Regions from separate parts of the Mus musculus genome. Here region 1 is linked to region 2. Evidence: chromatin contacts called from public ChIA-PET data. All regions are on one chromosome and are shown on one strand. The core of a region is the stretch at or near the end of the contact, and the rest is flanking DNA. Distances in the headings are between cores, read along the strand shown.

The links. ChIA-PET counts read pairs in DNA pulled down with a chosen protein or histone mark.
Region 1: an RNA polymerase II ChIA-PET map of memory CD8 T cells shows a contact between it and region 2, with 18 read pairs. The contact joins two enhancer-like sites. A contact is called at or near these places in 2 of 115 datasets of contacts at active chromatin or transcription factors (T-cell acute lymphoblastic leukemia and memory CD8 T cells) and 3 of 9 other capture datasets (adipose tissue, embryonic stem cells and liver).

The regions. Positions count from the first base shown.
Region 1 is chr17:32,051,143-32,056,196 of GRCm38.p6, forward strand. It overlaps Rrp1b (ribosomal RNA processing 1 homolog B (S. cerevisiae)), which reads left to right. Exons shown (of 16, transcript NM_028244.2): 7 at 4-68; 8 at 541-707; 9 at 1,597-1,685; 10 at 2,715-2,812; 11 at 3,963-3,982; 12 at 4,769-4,855. Among named protein-coding and RNA genes, the nearest start is that of Rrp1b, 18 kb to the left of the region's middle. Within about 2 kb of position 2,734, at least 55 of the 459 cell types and tissues checked have an H3K27ac peak or open chromatin away from gene starts, as enhancers often do. A contact at or near this core is called in memory CD8 T cells, where this site is marked.
Region 2 is chr17:31,324,444-31,329,228 of GRCm38.p6, forward strand. Slc37a1 (solute carrier family 37 (glycerol-3-phosphate transporter), member 1) reads left to right here. Exons shown (of 20, transcript NM_001242427.1): 9 at 1,223-1,260; 10 at 3,706-3,786. Among named protein-coding and RNA genes, the nearest start is that of Slc37a1, 31 kb to the left of the region's middle. Within about 2 kb of position 1,573, at least 75 of the 459 cell types and tissues checked have an H3K27ac peak or open chromatin away from gene starts, as enhancers often do. A contact at or near this core is called in memory CD8 T cells, where this site is marked.

The DNA of each region.
Region 1 (5,054 bases), core at 1,484-3,983, 730 kb after region 2:
CAGCTCTTAGCGGACCAGAACCTCAAGTTAATCGATCCATTCTGCAGAATTGCTGCCAAGACTAAGGAGTAAGTGGCTCTGGCCCGTGCGTTCTCACTGCTTCCTTGGTGCCCTTGGGTGGGGTTCTGTCACGCAGTACAGTACCAAGCAGTCGTCTAGTGTAAGGAGCACCCATTCCTAACACCCCTCACAGGCCTGAGGCCAGGCCAGCCCAGGCTACACAAGATCTTGCTCAGACAAAAGAAGGCATAGGTTCTGGCCCATCAGCAGCACCTGGTTGCCAATCCAGGACCCTCTCCCACACCAGACTCCCACCTTCTGTCTGTCTGTCCTGTGGCATGCCGTGATCCCTTGAATCTTGAGTGGACCTGCTTCAGGGGTATCTGAGTCCCAGTTAACAGTTGGTGGGCACACTAGGCCCCAGGCAGGCACGTGCATATGCACACACTTACCGGAGTTGTTCTTCGTTGTATTCCTGTCTGCACAGGCTCCAGGCCAAGTGTTTTCATCCTGTTCTCTCCGATGTGTTTCTGCCCTCAGCCACACGCTGGTACAGACTGTAGCGAGGGGTGTTTTTGAAGTCATTGTAGATCAGTCTGCCTGTGTACCTCAAGAGTCTGTGGAGGAGCGGAAAACCAAAGAGGATGGCAGTGGCTTCCCTACGAAGGCGTTGGCCTGTAGGAAGGCAGTCAGTGGGAAGAAGGCTGGTGAGAGGCTTCCTCTTATACTCTTTCCTTTCTGTTGGGTCGATTGGCTGCCTGGGTTTTCCTCATTTCTATATACCAGTTTTGTCTGTGTGCACGAACGCGTGTGCTCGCGCACACTTTCATGTGGAGGCCAGATGTCAGCACTGGGAGTCACTGTTCAGCTTTCACCCACCCCTATTTTGAGGTGAGGTTCCTCATTGCCCTGGAAGATGCCTAATTAGGCTGGACTGGCTGGCTGGTGAGTCCCAGGGATACGCCTGTTGCTGCCTTCCCTGTGCTGAGCCCAGAAGCCTGTACTGCCATGCCCAGGAGTTTTTTATGTGAATTCTGAAGGTTGAATCCGGGCCCCTTGTACTTGCCTGATGAAGCCTGCTGGCTCCTCTGTTCTTGGTTTTTAAGTCTTCATCAAGCACTTTGTTGACATCTCACTGCATATAGACCTCCCAAAAAATAAATCAGGGTACATAAAAGACACATGTGGACAGTTGGTCCCAACACCACTCACACTAGGCCAAGTTCTTTCTGTCCCTCCTAGCCCATTCACCTCCTTTGTGAGACGTTTGGCCTGTGCCTGTGAGAACTGCCGTGCAGTCAGGAGCACTTGTTCCCTTGGCTCCCCTCCAGCACACAGCTTCCTTCCTGCAGGCTTGAGTCCTTTTGTGGGGGTAGGGTTGTTCAGTATGGGGTTGGTCCTAGGGGCAAAACCTGGAGCTTCGCATATAAAATAAAGACCAGGATTTTTAGGAGACCAGTTTCAAGTATCTCCCCAGGCAGCAGTCACTGGTGTTCTCCCTGGTAATGGGGATTGAACCCAGAGCCTGGAGGGACTGAGCCACATCCATTCTTGAATGTCAAGACTGTGTCTTTGTCTTTGGATGTGTTTTGGCAGCACTAGACGAATGCCTCAGAGACGGAGTCATTGGCAGCAGAGAAAGAGACATCTGTGCAGCCTTGAAAGATTCAGGGTCACCTCTCCAGGTGGGAGCAGCTTTTGCTTTTAATAGAATGTGGGTTGACCTGGGATGGCTTGGCTAGAGAATTAGAGTCAGAGCTCATTAAGCCATAAGGCTTAAATTGTAAAGTCCTTTATAATCCCTTCTGTAATTAATGTCACCATTCTTAGAATGAGCTTGTTGGAGACACAGTTGAAAGGGTTTTAGGCTGGTGTGGTGTTGTTCACATGGATCCTCAGCACATAGGAGGGTCTCAAGTTCAAGAACAGCCTGGGTTACCTAGTACACTCCTATTTCAAAAAAACAAAAACAAAATGAAGCCAAGCATGGTGGTACACACACTCAATCCCAGCATTCGGGAGGCAGAGGTTGACAGGTCTCTGAGTTCAGACACGCCTGGGCTATGCAGAAAGATCCTATCAAAAATAATCAATGAACAGTTAAGTGGGTTTTGAAAGATCCCGAACCTCATTTTGTAAGCACTGTTGCCTGTTCTTCTGCATGTAACAGCACCAGCCTTTATGGGGGCCTTGGGGGGTGGGGTTGTTTTTAAGCAGATCTTGCTGTATATAGTCTAGGTGGAGTGGGGCTCACAGCGGTCCTTCTGCCCCTCCGAGTACTGGGAATACACCAGTGCACCACCATGCCAGGCTTCTAGTTTTGAGTTTTGGTTGGTTGGTTGGTTGGTTGGTTGGTTGGTTGGTTGGTTGGTTACCGGGTCTTTCCTTTATGTAGCCCTGGCTACTCAATAACTGCCATGTAAACCAGGCTGGCCTTGAACTCACAAAGATCCACCTACCTCTATTCCCCAACTGCTGGGATTAAAGGTCTGTGCCACTCCACACATGCGTACACAATTGTGCTTTGAAAACGTAAAGACAGTTATAGAGATTGAGACCCCAGGATGAGCATACAAGCAGGCTCCTCAGGCAGTTCTTCTCTGTGCATGAGAGCCCAGTTTGGAGAAGACTGCTCCCAACAGCAGCTAGAAGGTGACTCTCAGACAGGCCAGGCTGTCTCACCACTGCTTGGGTTTCCTGTCTCTTTGTGGTAGTTTGACTATAAGGCTGTTGCTGATCGACTCCTGGAAATAGCCAACTCAAAAAGCACCCCGCCTTTCAACAGGAAGCGACTCTGCAGACTAGTCAGAAAGTAAGTAGCAAGTGAGATCCTGTGGCCACACCAGCACTCTCCCACGTTTCTTTCCTTCTCTTAAAGATGTATTTACTGTTAGATGTGTCAGTGTGTGTCTGTGTATGTGTGCTCTTGCAGCGGCCCGAACAAAGTGGTGCTCTGGAACTAGAGTTACAGGCAGTTGTGAGGCATCCAGTGTGGGTACCAGGAACCAAACTCAGGTCCTCTGGAACTTCTGAGCCATCTTTCCAGCCCCCGCTGCCTTTTTCTTTATCTTTTATCACTTTATTCATAACCACATGGCAGTAACTGATCTGAGCTCGATCCTTTAATATTATGAATGCCTTTAGAAAGGAGGTAGGGACTCGACCCAATGAATAAAGAATGAAGGTTAGAGTTTAGATCCTCAGTACGAATGGAAGTGGCTGGCAGGTGTGGAGTCTCATGTCTAATCCCAGCACCCATGAAGTTCCAGGCATCAAGGCAGCTCACTTGGTTGGGAGGCAGAGATGGGACTCCTAGAGCAAGATAACTAGACTAGCCAAATTGATAAATTCTGAGTTCAAATGAGAGACCCAGGGGAGAGTGGCTGAGGAAGATACCTGGTATCAACCTCTGACTCTACATGCACGTGTGCTCACCTGCAAATGTGTGGACACACCAAAAATGGCTCTTAAAGAATTCCCCAGTAGATGGCATCCATAAGTTCTCGTGCTTTATAGCTGGACCTCCAAAGGCATGCCAGGGGCTTCAGTGTGGGTACTAGGGCTGACCTGCCTGCCCCAGCGACCCATCCCAGCCCTATGTACATCCCTCATAGCCTCAGCTTTGGTTATTTGGTCTGATGCATAAAGAGAACCCTAGTGGGCAAACCTCCCCTGAACATAGCAGAGCGTTAAGTTGTCTGCCTTCAGAAACAAGCGAGACAGACATGGGATCTCTTGGTATTGTGTGCCACTGTGTCCTATGCAGAGCTGGTGGAATGGAAAGCACCTTTGTCCTAGGCTTCTTCCTTCCTGACTCACCGCATCCCTAGGTGGGGCTGTCCCCTAGCCTCCCTGTGGAGGAGAGAGTGAGCACTGAGTATCCGGATTCCCGTTTTATGTTCAAAACCTGAGCTGTGAACTCTGAACTTCCATGTGCTTTTTTGTTTTTTGTTTTTTTACAGGTTCCAGGACCTCTGTGAAGGTAAGAAGAGTTGTTCTCACCCAGTACACACCCCACCAAGGGCAGCCCGGCCAAATCCAAGACTTCGGGTCATAGGGAAATTAATCCGTGGGTGGCCACCCTCATTGCGTTCACCTAAGCAAGTACCCTGGGAAATGCCTCCATGCAAGACCCTTTGCACATACTTTCCATCCATCCGGTGCCTGCAGTGTGTGGGTAACACCCATGTGGTATTTATTTGAAATTTTATTGGTGCTTTCTACAGTTAAGGTTTTAATGGGGAAGGAAAGGCAGAGAGGTGACTCCATGGTCAAGAGCACTGGCCGCTCTTCTAGAGGACCAGGTTCAGTTCTAGAACCCACATGGTAGCTCACAACTGTCTAAACCTCCAGATCTAGGAGATCTAGTCAGTGCCCACATCTGGCCTCTGTGGACCCCATGATACACAACATAGAGGCCGGCAAAACTGGGCTAGGAAGATTAAAATCCTTTGTCAAAAAGAAAATCCAGGTGTCTCATTTTCCTTTAGGACGCATGGTTAAAGCTTGGTTAAACCTGAGCGGACCAGTGAGCCAGCTCTCTTGATCCTTGTGCCCTGACTAGATGGCTCCCAGAGCAGTAGGAATGTAAAGCAGTCTAGATGGAGAATGCCACCAGTCACTGTCCAGTGTGTGTTCTGGGTTGGGACAGTGGCAGGTAGTGCAGGTGATGGAGCTAAGTCAGGCTCAGCAGTCTTAGCTGGGTGGCTCAGGGCGGGGCCCAGATGCAGGCCTTGGAAGCTGACCCGTGCCCCTTTGGAACCTACAGGCAATGGTGCTCCACTCAGTTCTGCTGAGGACAACGGTCAGAGAAGGCACAAGAGGAAAAGAAAGAAGCTTTTAGAGAGTGAGAAAGGTGAGCTGCACAGTCTCGGAGCTGAAGGAGGTCGCCTTGCTCACACGGGACTGACAGAGAGGAGGTTTGTTCCTTGAGATAGAGCCGTCTCACATAGCCCAGGTTTCCCTGGAACTCATGAGCGAGCGCTGGGGTGCGATGACAGCAGCCCCGCACCACAGATCCTCTGGGTTCTGTCATTTCCTCTGCAGACACTGGT
Region 2 (4,785 bases), core at 323-2,822:
ATTCGCACCAGCTGCTTTGCCTCAGCAGCCACTTCCCACCCCTGTTCCTGCTTCTGCCTCTCTTGGGCTCTTCACTGAAGTATGTGGCTTGTCCCCCCTACGTGACCCAGGCCACAGACCTGGTCATGGTGCCCTAGTAGTCCCTTCATCTTCCTCCCTGAGCTCTGCAAGACTCTCTCCAGGGCCTGGTGCTCGCTCAGCTGGGCCTTGCTGTGCAGGACAGTGTCCCCAAAGCTCTGTACTGTCCCTCCCATGCTCAGGTCACCCATCTCTCACATGCCGATCTGAGCTTGGCCCTGCTCTCTCCCCTCCCCCGGGGTTAAGATGTTCTTCCCTCCTGTTCTTCATCTGTCATACCTGGGGCCTTTTCCTGGGTGGCAGGCAGAGACTGCCCCATGTGGAAGGCTGCCTGCCTCCCTGATACCATGCCAGGCCCCAGGGCTCTTCTCCCACATACACCCAAGTTCCCAGGGTTCAGGGACAAGCTGCTGTTTGTTAGGGGAGCTGAGTGACCACCCAAGGCCCAGAAGGTCAACGAAAAGATAAGCATCAGGTGACAGAAGGGACAGGGAAGGCCTTTTCATGACATCACTTTGTTGCAGCGATGCCAGTGCTCCATTTTCCTCCCGGAAGGCGTCTGATCTCCGCTCGCTTTCGTTTCTTAGAAATTCATTGTCCCTTACAAAGTTACAGATTCTGTTCTGAGAGTGCTTGGGTGCCTTTCTCGTGTTTCTGTGTCTGTCTAACCGGTCCAAGGGTCCACCGTGTCCTGGGCTCAAGCTGACTTATCCCACTATCAAACTCCTATTCATACCCTCGGGCTGCCACACGCCCATCCCCACTCTGTGGAAGAATGGGAGGGGAGGTGGGCTATGCCGTCCCCTCCCTCGATGGCCCCTTGGCCTGGGCTGTCTTCCTTCCTTAAGCTCTGTTTAGTTTAGTGGAGCACCAGATAAGAGTCCTATCCTCTTCCAGTGGACCTTGTTTCATGCATTCAAGGACATACAGCCAATAAAAAACGACAGTAATGAAACATACCCGGATGCTCTTGTAGTTCCCTCTTCTGTTACCACTGTGGGAAGAGGCCCTAAAACTTATTTAGCAGGAACACCGGGCGAAGATCGGGTCCATTGCCAGCAGCACCCTAAGCGCTGCTGAGGGCTCCAGTTCATTGGCTGTGGGTGGCGGTATTTAGTTACCCATCTCCTGTTTGCTCTTTCAGACCCTAAGGACGTCAAGTGCTCCTCCACCCTCCCCACGGTAAGAGCTCCTGTGTTTCCTGTTACCTCCCAGTACAGCCTGCTCCTCTTTACAGCCCACACTGCCAGCAAGGAAAGGCTGGCCACAGCCTCACGCATGACAAGAGTCTATCTCAGCCATTGCAACCCACTGAGCCCTTCCTGCTTCTAAGTCCTCCGCTCTCCCTACAGAGGCTACCTGAAACATGTCACCACAGCCTGGCCTGACATCCCTCAGTGGCTCCCATAAAACCCCCTCTACCTGTTTTCCCTCTGCCCTGTCAAGCAAGCGTTAGGCATATCAAGGAGACCCTTGCTCTAGGGACAGTGCCCAAATTGTACAGCAGGGGGCACCAGAGCCTCTTCCTGTTGAGGCTTAACAGCCCAGGGGTCCTGGGTGTATGTATGTGTGTGTGGGGGGGGTGGGGGGTGGAGAACATTCTGACACTTTATTAACGAAAAACAAAAATAAGCAAAGAAGGCTACTATATTCTAGAAATGTAGCCATGGTGGTATTTGAAAGTGTTCTCAAAGCCATGATGATTTCAGAGTCCAAGTTCACAGAGCTGGTGGTGATTTCATTGTGATCTGAGGCCTCCGTGAGTCACTGGGGTTTGGGGGGTGGGGTGGGGTAGCTCTAAACACAATAGAACCAGGATACTCACTTGCAGACAAGAAAACCTCTGTGGCCACATCCTGCAGCAGCGAATTCTAGAAGTGGCTTCTTCCTCATTGCTAGCTCCAGACATACAGGGGACCAGGCTAGGCACAAGCTCCTGCCTCTCCTGCTGGCACGTATGTGAGGTAGGGCTGAGTCTGCCCGATGCTATACGTGATCTTGGCCAAAAGGTCTAAGCATATCTTTATTAATTTTCTCCTTTTCAAGTCTCTGAGTGAGTCACCAGGGTCTCACAGAGCTCAGCTGCCCTGAGGGCTCGATGGCATGCTGAGCCGGAATCATAAACAGAACTGTTGCTATCTCCACCCTCTTAATGTTTCACAGTGGGGTTCAGCTTCAACACAGGAAGTCATGGGGGTACCCAGCCCTGGCGTAGCTGAGCTGAAGAGAAAAACCATGTCTATTAGGCCTCATCAGAATTCAAGGCTTTAGTGTTTCAAATGGGACCATCTGAATGGGGGAGGGGTGGGGCGAGAAATATTTACAAATTGTGTCTGGGCAGAGACCTGCATCTAGAATACTAACTCATTACTTAGACAGCCAAGGACAAGCAGGGTCAGAGGACCACAGCAGATATTTCTTCTAAGAAGACACACGGGTGGGCTGTGGGCAAGAAGTACGTGTGTCTCACCACTCGGTGTGAGCAGGCATCAGGCGACTTGGTCAAATCCACAGGGTGGCTGTCATGAGGGTTAGTGTGAATGTGGAGGGATCAGAACTCCCGCCTCCCTAGGGCGTATGGAAAGGGATGCAGCCTCGTGGAATGAACAGTTACATCTGACCCCACAGCCCCACTCCCAGAAACACACCAAGAGAATCACAATCACGAAAGACTTGGGCACACAGGTTACCCATAGGGTTATAGCATCCCAAAAATGGAGCAAAATAGACAACTGCCAGTTGATAAACAGATGCATTCAGTGTGATACATTCTGTGGTGAAATATTATTAGGCAGTAGGAGAAATTAAGCTCTGTTGAAGCCATTTGGCTGAACTAAAGAAGCGATTCAGAGAAAGCCACAGCATAAATACAGTTCCATTTGTATGAATGCTTGACTGCTGAGCTATAGCCCAGTCCCTGTGGGAAGCATCCAGAAGTGGGAAAAAATCCTGAGAACAAGCAGATCAGTGAGGGGAGAGGGGGCTGGGGGGACAGCACACAGTGACAGTGCTGTCCCTAAAGGTGAGGAGCATTCTGGGGTTGCGGTCAGTGCTGGATACAAGGCTCTGACTCAGACCACTGAACAGAAAGTCATGAAACAGCAGCATATTTCTGGTTGTTCATCACAATTTTTTTCCTGAGAATTTTTTTCTGTCATGAAAGAAGTGTTCATTTAAAAAAAAAATGTATTGGTGAGCTGGAGAGATAGCTTAGTGGTTAAAAGTACTGAGTTCAACGCCCAGCATCCACATGGTGGCTCACAACCATCAGTAATGGGATCTGATGCCCTTTTCTGGTGTGTCTGAAGACAGTGATGGTGTACTCGCATATACAAAAAACAGTAAGTATTGGGTTTTAGTGTGTAAGCATCTTCCTCTGAGGTTGTATACTCTCTCTCTCTCTCTCTCTCTCTGTGTGTGTGTGTGTCTGTGAGCGTTCATGGAGACAAAGAGTACATCAGATCCCCTGGAACCGGAGTTTGGAGTTTGTTGTGAGCCACTAGGTGGGTGCCAGGAATAGAACCTAGGACCTCTGGAAGAGCAGCCAGTGCCCTTAACCACTGAGCCACATCTCCAGCCCCAGTGTAAGCATTCTCATGGAAGTCTAATCAGCTGCTTCTCTTCCAGCACCCTAGAGCCTCTGAGAATGGCATAAACAGATTTAGACTGCAGAAGCAAACCACGTACAGTGAAAAGAATGGACCTCTGGTGAGTGACACACAGCTTCCACCTGCTGGGATGTCTTTAGAGATTCAGAACCAGTCTCTAACCCCCCCACCCCCCACCCCCCCTACCCCACCCCCCGTGGACCAACTGGCTGTCCCCGGGCCTCAGGCGCAGCTCAGACATCCAGGATCTTTAAGCCATTGAATCTCCTTGTATTCCTAAGGGCCATTTGAGTCAGCCTCGTTGACTTTCTCTGGACAGTCAGCTAAACTCACATGTCTTCAAATCAACTCTGAAAATTATCCAATGATTAATTAACAATAATTAATAAATCAATTAATTATAATCCATCCAATAACTGTTCACTAGCAGGAAGCACTACTCAGGGTTGGTAGGGGCTGAGGAGGCAAATGCAGATGGGAAGTGAGCAGAGACCTCAGCCACCTGCACCCCAGGTGCTGTTCCAGCTGGCCTCAGCAGGTGTCACTGCGGCACAGCTGTATGAGAGGTGGGTGTTGCAGGTGCAGGTACACAGCGCAAGAAGAGCGCACAGTGGGCTCCGGGTACAAAGTGATATCAAGAGTCCATACCACAGGCCCAAGAAAAGGTGGCAAATGTCACAAAAGGTCTTCTCTCAGCTTTCTCCCACTTTTTAGAAGAAGGAACAGAGGCACACATGTGTTAGGTTCCTGATTTTGTACCCCCAGAATGAGCCCAGAAACCTTCCCCATGCCTGGCCTGAGTTTCTGAGCTGAACCCTCTGGAGTATTGTAGACTCGGTCTTAGCCATTGAAGTTGTAGCCGTTTTCTTTCGTCTTAAGTCGGATTGCCTGAAGGATCTGTGCGCGCTAAGCATGCTCTCATTTCTTTATTGCCCAGAGAAACTTAACTTGTGGTGTCTGGAGTGTGGGAAGAAAGACACATGATATGCCATAAAGTCCTGGTCTTTAGACTTTAAGGAAGAGGTGGGGCTGTGGCTAGTCACTCGGATGTGCCTGTAGCCACACTGTGGGAAGCCTGTCTTTGTTGAGGTCTGTGTTT